Regions from separate parts of the Anas platyrhynchos genome. Here region 2 is linked to region 1. The links are chromatin contacts, called in public Hi-C maps. All regions are on one chromosome and are shown on one strand. Each heading gives the region's core, a stretch centred on a gene start, on an enhancer-like site or on the middle of the called end of the contact. The rest is flanking DNA. Distances are from core to core; before and after follow the strand shown. Region 1 overlaps CPED1 (cadherin like and PC-esterase domain containing 1). Region 2 holds the start of CPED1 (cadherin like and PC-esterase domain containing 1).

Region 1 (4,062 bases), core at 937-3,436:
GAATGTATTCACTTGAATAAACTCAATCACTCTTCTAACTTTTTCAGTGTAAGCTGTGTACTTTCAGTACAGTTTTGTATATTCATTCTTCTTACTGAATCTATATTTGGTGATATTTCTTCACCAAGTCCAAATACTTTTGCATGTAAATAGTCATTCATAGATACAGAAATACTCTTACACACAAACAAGAATCTCTTTGACTATATCAATGGATGTATCTAGGTATCTAAAGTGTCTACAAAAATGTAGACTGATTCCACATACAAGGCCTGAAAAAAAACAGATTTTGAAATTAAACTATTTCCTGTATTGTCTGCTAGCACAGACAAACCTCTTCACAGATCACAGTATATAGAAAAAAAAAATATATATATATATGTAATAGGAGAAAAACTACTCCTAATCAAAAACAATGGCTCTAGAATACATCTCAACTGTGCAGTAATTTATCATAAGCTGATAGTGTTAGCTTTAGGTAGGTCTGTTTAGTCCACCTGTGGTTTATTCTTATATATCTTATCATTATGAAGGGGGAAGCCAAGATGTTATTCAGCTGTTTTATACAGTAAATTTCAAATTAATGTATATATATTTTCTTTGCATAAGATATAATAAAGAAATAGTATCTAAAAGGTGTGGAAAACAACAACAATAAATCCTCTTGTCCCTCAGCACTGTTTAAGCGTACTTACTCAGAAGATATTCTTTATTTATCAAGTTCAGTGGACACTGTCCACCTATTTCAGTGTTTGCTCCTGGATGTCTTATTTTAAATCTTTGCTGGTGAATAAAGGAGAAAAGACCCTCTGAGAAAACTTTTCTCTAAAGATCCTTGCTGTTAACACTAAGTCCAAAGCTTATTGATGTCACTGATTATTGATGTTCACTAGCTTCAGCAACCACTAAATTGGGTCCTTTGAATGGGTCCGAACTAATGATTGATTCCCAATGCAACATCAACTTCTTAGTAGAAAAGTAAAGGTGATTTACTAACAACATTTCCCAGCTTGCTGTGAGAAACAAATGTGAATCAGCTTGATTAAGGGAAGCTGGAAGGCAGAAAGGGAATCAGGGTAACAGGAGATAGGGCAGGGAAAGTTGGGAACCACGTGGAGACATGTTTACAAAGCTGCTTGGATTGAAGAGCCAGTGCGAGAAGATCTATGAACCAGAAGAAAAACAGAGAGCTAAGGGCCTAGATTAGTGTGTTGATTTATTTATGACATACCTACTTGTTATAAAGAATAATCAGTCTAGAGCTGTTACCAAAGAAACTCGGATATTCTTGTTGAGAAGAGCAGAAAAGAGCTCTAGGTAGAATTTTAACTCTATTTGTACACTACCTGACAAATTGGCACAGACGTGGAGAGGGTAAAGAAGGAAGGATTAAAGGATTACTCATTCTTTCTCTGAAGACAAGAATCAGGGACATGAAATTAATAATCAGGTTAAAGTTTCAAAGAAAAAAAAAAAGAAATCTACATAATTAATCTCTAGAGACTCATTGCTGCAGGTTGTTGGGAAGACCAAAAGCACAAACGGATTCAAAAATCCATTAGAGAGCTCCATAGCATTGAAGTCCACTGGAGTTTATTATATAAAGATATACATGTATATTCCATTTCAGTGTGTCTTACCTTGCAGGTTACCAGAAGCAGGTACAGTCTGCCTAAATATTAATGAGTACCTTTCTATAACAGATACAGTATGTCAGATAAGCATAGCTTTGATATTCCTCAGTCCAAACAGACTTTTTTTGTAATATTAGTAAAAAGAGAAATTATAGGGTTCTACATGTTATAAGGACAGAAAACAGAGGCAGCACTTATGTTATGCTCAATCTCCCAGGAGCGGAACCATTAGCGAATTTGATTCTCTGCGCAGGCTGTTTGTAAGAATAGTGAAATGCACATGCTAAGTTCTTACAGCACCTAATGCACACATTTAATTTTTCTTTCCAAATAACCTTGCAATCTTTTTAAGAGTTGATGGTAATTTTCTTTTGCATTTGCTCTTGCTAGGTGTCAGGGCAGCAACTGGTAACCCAAAAAGAAAACAGAGCAAAAAAATCCTGAGTCTTTCTACTGTTTTTAAGCATTTTGCTCTTTATCTGCATGAATGTTTGCATTCTGTTTCATATTCATCTTCGAATTTTACTTGAAGTAGTATCAAAATTGGCCACTTGAGGGCAATACTGCAATCTAATTTTCAACATTCTGCTCTAAACCAGACCTCCATGTCATATTAAAAGACGTATTTCCTGGATATTTGAGGGTCCAGTTTTATTTGCATATAGATTAAGTATGAAAAATATTTGTCTTTACTCAATTTTTCAAATGCTAATACATTAGAAAGAGAATTTCAGTGAAAGTTATAGTGACTTATACCACAGAAAGCTTAAGCAACAGCAAACAGCTTTAATGTATTACATTTTCTTCACTGCAAAACTTGAAAATCACTTAAAATGATAGTTTCAACTAAGGGTATCTGGGTCTATGCACATACACCAGTCAATGAATTCAAATCCAGGAGGCACCTGACATATTTCAGTTGAGCAAATGGACAGTGAGCCAGAGAGGGGGCAGTTCAAAGCAGCCCACAACACATTCACAGGTGACACAGGATGAGGCACCTCTAGAGTCTACAAAAATGCATCCATAGTTATGAACTGGGACTGAGCTGGGAAAGGCTAGTGGCTGAGCAAAGGAGATAATTTATAGTGTGATAAACCTGGAGATAAGTAACCATATAAGAGTGTCTTACACACCAGCTTCTATAAAACCGAAGTTTATTCATAGGTCACCTTTTTGCACAATACACAAGCATAGGCCAATAATATGAAGGCGATTATTGTACACGTTGACAATGACCCCTCCTTTAATTGGTACCATATGCAAAATTAAAATCTTCTATTTTATTAATAATTTTTCAAAGCACAGATGGTCTAAATAAAGGGTTTCCAATTTTCCTCAAGGAAATAAAGCTATTATGCAAGCTTCGTAGCAAAACATTAATGTGGCAGAAAGCCATTCCCTGCTTCTTTCCAACCAGGGCCCAAATCTAGAGTTGCACTTTTGTCACTCCTTAATGACACACAAAATCCTAACGCCAATTAAATATTTAGCTTCTTTTGCTTTCTGAATCAAGTTAATAAAATCTGCATAATCTCTTTCCTCCCCCTCCCCACAAAAAAAAAAAAAAAGAAAGAAAAAAAAAAGAGGCAGCTGGTGTGTACAATGCACTTAAGCTCCTCCTGAACTGTCATTTGACTAATGCTTATTCAAGAATTCATTGTTAAGTCTTGTCACTCCAATTGGGATAAGCAAATTTGAACAGTAAGAGTCACTTACAATAGTTTTCTAACAAAGAAGCAGTGGAGAATGTATTATTTAACTCATTAAATTTATTATTTTCTTTACACGGTTTCTCTAAATCATTTGGTATCATTTGGTATCCAGTCTTGAAAAATGCCTTCTTCACATTTACATACCACATTCTGGTTACTTCCAGCAAAGGTAAAGGGTTATTGTGCATAGGAGATCAAATATCCTGAATTTGCATTAATAAAGTTGTAACTAAGTCAACCACAGTTGTGGATCTATTTCTTACTCATAATGGTTTAATTACACCGGTAAAAGAATATTTGCTGACAGATATCCAGATCAGATCTCCAAATTATCGTGCAACATTACCAAAGGCAGCACATCTATGATGGAAATACAGAAAATTAAAACTCTTTTAAAATTAAAAGATTAATTTAGTCCACCATTCTTGGGGAAAAAAATAAAAAATTATACACTAGGAAATTTTTCTAGACAATAGTCTCTTCCACAGGCATGATCAGGTCCCAGTGACACAAGTGGGTATTCTGTCAATCACTGGAAGAACAGATCTTAGACACATTTTCTGTCTTTACTAAATATTGACAGGCTGGAGCTTCACAATGTAACAATTTCCCTTCCTACACACTAGAGCTGGCAGAAAACGAAGTCATTCATATGCATTCTCATATGCATTCAGGACCACATTCCCCAGCTGGAATGAATATGCATAGCTCCA
Region 2 (4,062 bases), core at 1,147-3,646, 56 kb after region 1:
GTGCAACCTACACTGTCAGATGTGTTCACTTCCCTGTAAATTGTAATTCTTCATGCCACATTGTTGAACAAACCCAAATCTGAATACCTAGTGTACTAAGGGGTCATTAAAATAAAAAGTCGTGGTAAATGCAGTATAAAATAGATTTCTGCAACTCACAAGAAAGATCTCTCTGACCTTCATTATATATATATATATATATATATATATAAAGACTTAAGGTTAAACCTTGCATGCCAGTTATTTCACATATCTGTTTTCGATTGCAGAAGATGCACTTTACAACTGCTCTCCTAAAATCAATATTGCTGACCTTTCAGAGTCTGAACCCTACCCAATCAAAGAAGAAGCCTTCTAAATCACTGTTTATTTTTAGAAACTTGAACTGCTTTATGTGGAAGCTGTCCATAGTCTGTGATGTCACAGATTTATGTTTACAGCTGTGATACAGTAATGCATAAAATGCCAGTGAAATGATAATTTCACAGTGAGGGCTCTGCTGAACTATTAGCAGCACTCTATAGGACTGAAGGAAACCTGAAGCATTTGTGCTAATGCTGATCACAGATTCCAGAGTGAAAATAACTACCTCAGTCTGGAACATTTTCCAAGTAAAATAACAGTGTCTGCATTTGTTAGGTTTTAACACCCATCCTAAGAACCCTGTGCAAAACAAACACGATGTCAGGTAACCTAAGGACAGAGTAAAATTTGTGGGATAGAGATTCCAAAGTAAATACTGTGATTTGAAAATGTGAGAAACACTATTTTATTTTATTTTTTTTAATGCGCTTAAATTCAGCTTTTCAGCATAACTTCAGCACAGTTCAAAACTGACCAGCAGATAACTTTAATACAGGGCAACTGCAGTCTTGCTGCTAATAACAGCCTCAGTCACTGTTCTTGAAACCCCAACTGCCTCTTGATTTACGTGTCTGTGCTGGAAAGCCTCTGACCCTATTCCTAAAACCAAAATAACATACGGCCTGTGCAGCAAACTGAAATCTCTCTGGAGTCACAGAGTAATGCCATGTTTCAGTCAAAGATTTTAGGATTCCTCTGTTAGCAACACCACACTGAGGAGCTGGTAATGGAGATGTGCTTGCACATATGCCACTGTCATTAGATCACTCATTTGTTTGTACACAGACCTCAGACTTTCGAGCTTAGTATATTTTTAGCTGGACTCAGATGATCCTGCCAGACTCACTATCCCTCACCACGCTAATTATTGCTCAGCACTCTGCTCCAGCTGACTTACCTTTCTCACTGCCTGTGTGTCACTGACAGGGAAGAAGCAGCGAGTGCTGCTTGCTGAGACCTCCTTGTATCTTCCTGGCTGTGTTTTACTCAGTTTGTGTGGAGAAATCCCATTAACAACTGCCGAAAGGAAGCTGCTGGTCATGAGAGGAGTCAGGGTCTGGCAGAACAGACAGACAGCCACCACTAAGGCCAGGAGGAAGGGGCGAGGGCGACAAAGCCTGCGGCACCTGGGGACTTGCCCACAAACCATGGCCTCACTTCACCCTTTGCCACATTGCAGATGCATTCGAAGTAGCCACGTTCTCACAAGTTAAAAAAAAAAAAAAAAAAGTGAAAGGCAGGCTTTATCCAAAACTAGTGAGGACTTTCTCCATTTCTGCTGCTGAGTCCTTTCTTGGTGCCTGGCAAGAAGTTACAGGATCCAGAGGAGCATGGGCTTGTAAGGTATCCTCCCATGGGGTTTATGGGAATAACCTGTGGAAAAAAATAAAAAATAAAAGTGAGGAGGAAAGAACAGCAGCATGCCATGGGGTCCTTCGCAGGGAGCTGTAACAAGCCCTTCCACACCGCACTCCCAGGAGGAGAGACCTGGTAGCAGACAGGTGAGGAGCAGAAATCCTCAGTCCCAGCTTGCAAAAGGAGCTATTCAGCCAGACAGCAGCATCCAAGAAATCAAGAGGTTAAAGCTGAAAGCATTCTGTCCACATCTGAAGAGAGTAAGAGAGTGTACCAACCTCGTGAACGATCGTTTGCTGTTTTTTCTCTCTTGCATTCTCAGTTCCTACTTTGTTTTTAGTTTCCTTCAGTCCAGACCTTTTAAATTGCCTCTTTCCTGTCAGCATGCACCAATCTCTGCCTAAAAGTGATCATTTATCTGAAAACTGACAGACTACAAAAATTTTCCTTTGCATTTGTTGTGTCCAGACTGCAAGCTCAAAGTTGCATTTACTTACTCAGCTCTTATCCTGTTAGAAGTTTCCCGTTCCCCTCTAATGGGCTGCTGATTAAAACCACTTGGAACAACCCTGGCTCATGATCCCGGCTCGTCTCACACACTCAGAAGGCAGGCACACGCACATACACACGCCATCTGAAGCCAGTTGGACCACAGATTTCATATAAATAAAGGCTGGACTGCTCAGAGGGTGGGGCTAAGCTAGCTGCGCTCCGGGCAGGCACGGGGCTCGGAGACGCAGCCTGAGATCCGGATGGGGAACAGGAGGTGTCCTTGCTCACGCTGCATGCCTCGAAGCCACCATCACTGCAATTTTTAGAAAACTGCTGTTACAGCAATCGGGCTAATTGAAACCATAAAAATATCTTGAAGGCAAGTAGAAATCTGAGCAGCACCTGCAATATTTTACTCTAGATTAACAAAAATGTTGTAAAATGAAGCAGATTTACTCTGACGTGACACTGACAAAGCAGTTGTCAGTACTTTTCCATAGTAGATATAATGTCTCATCACAGTGTATAAATAAAAGTTCTTACTAATGTTAAAGAGGGAAAGAAAAGAGGGCAGACAAAAATACTCCGACGAAAGCACTTAGCATCTAAGCCACAGAAGGTCTTAGTTACTACTTCCCCCTGCTGACACAGGACAGGGACGAGACAGATGGGAACAGTTGAGGAACTCTGTTGTCTTTATAGACCTAAACTTCTCATATAATCCAGTTCCTTTAGCTAAAAATATCTGTGTACAAGTCATCTATGTTACCCTTCATCCTTAGCTATTTTTGAAAAGAAAGAGTTCTTCCTACGCTGCTTCATATATAAGAAATGAGTGTTGTTAAATTATGATAACCCTGGGCCAATATACAAAATGCAACAGCAGCAGCAGTATTACCAAGCCAGAGGCCTGTATACAGCACTGAGGAGTAGAGCATATATTTGAAATGTTGGTATTTATTCAGCTTTTGTATCCTTTTTTTTTTCCCCCGAGCGAAAGCCATTAATTTGCACATGTAAGAATGCCATACAAGTGATTCAACACCTCATGCAGAACCTCAGCTGTCAGAGGCATTGCATTTTAGCATTGTCTGGGGCTGTGGTTGTCTAAATTAGATCCCTAGGTTATCCTGGGCAGAGAAGAAGTACAAAACTTGTAGTGCCCTCCAGTGATAGACACTTCCCATCCACGCAGCAGCTGAGATCTCTGCTCTGCAGAGACATGTTGCTTGTGCTCCCTCCTTCCCTGCACACCAGTTCGCATCCTCAGTCCCTGCTCCTCCAGCCTGTGTTTGTTGCAAAGCCTCTGACAAGCCAACAAATGTGACTGGTGTGTTCTCTGCAGCTGATTTCAGGGTAGGTCAATGCCATATAATGGAGAGGGTACCCAGGGAGCTGGTACTTTCAAAGGAGCATTGCAGAGACTCTACAGCCAGCCTGGAAGCTACGGTAACCCCAGCAGCAGCAGAGGGGAAGCACAGAAGAGTTGCCATATTGTTTGAAGAGATTGCCCTGTGGTTTTTGGCATGCCCTGATTTCTGGGACCACAACCATCAGCTGTGTGGGTGGCATTTACATGGTTGTCAACTTCTCGCAAATTTTTAGTGAAGGAATTTGTCAGAGCTTTCCATGCTATTGCTAGAAGACTTTGCTAAAAGAGGTTAATAAAGATTTGGATTAAAGGTAGTTTTACTGATGTGGAGACCATAGCCCCTTCCAAGAGTCCCACACTAGAACAGAGTAATCCTCTCTCTCCTCTTTCCCCTGCTCCCTCAGTAACCTTCAGCCCAGCAAGTAAACACTTACTCCCTGCAGCCTGACTTCATTTTCCCCAATTCATTTCATAAGTGG

The links. Hi-C and Micro-C count contacts between places; a contact is called where the count stands out from the background.
Region 2: a Hi-C map of subcutaneous adipose tissue shows a contact between it and region 1, with 2.0 times the contacts expected there. The contact joins the promoter of CPED1 here to the enhancer-like site in region 1. A contact is called at or near these places in 4 of 8 Hi-C or Micro-C datasets (liver, skeletal muscle, small yellow follicle and 1 more).

Annotation. Positions count from the first base shown.
Region 1 is chr1:24,566,180-24,570,241 of IASCAAS_PekinDuck_T2T, forward strand. All of the region lies in intron 7 of CPED1 (cadherin like and PC-esterase domain containing 1), which reads right to left. Among named protein-coding and RNA genes, the nearest start is that of CPED1, 56 kb to the right of the region's middle. Within about 2 kb of position 2,187, at least 1 of the 8 cell types and tissues checked has an H3K27ac peak or open chromatin away from gene starts, as enhancers often do. A contact at or near this core is called in subcutaneous adipose tissue, where this site is marked.
Region 2 is chr1:24,622,078-24,626,139 of IASCAAS_PekinDuck_T2T, forward strand. CPED1 (cadherin like and PC-esterase domain containing 1) reads right to left here and starts at 2,397. Exons shown (of 24, transcript XM_005013138.6): 1 at 2,217-2,397; 2 at 1,262-1,737. The coding sequence starts at 1,513.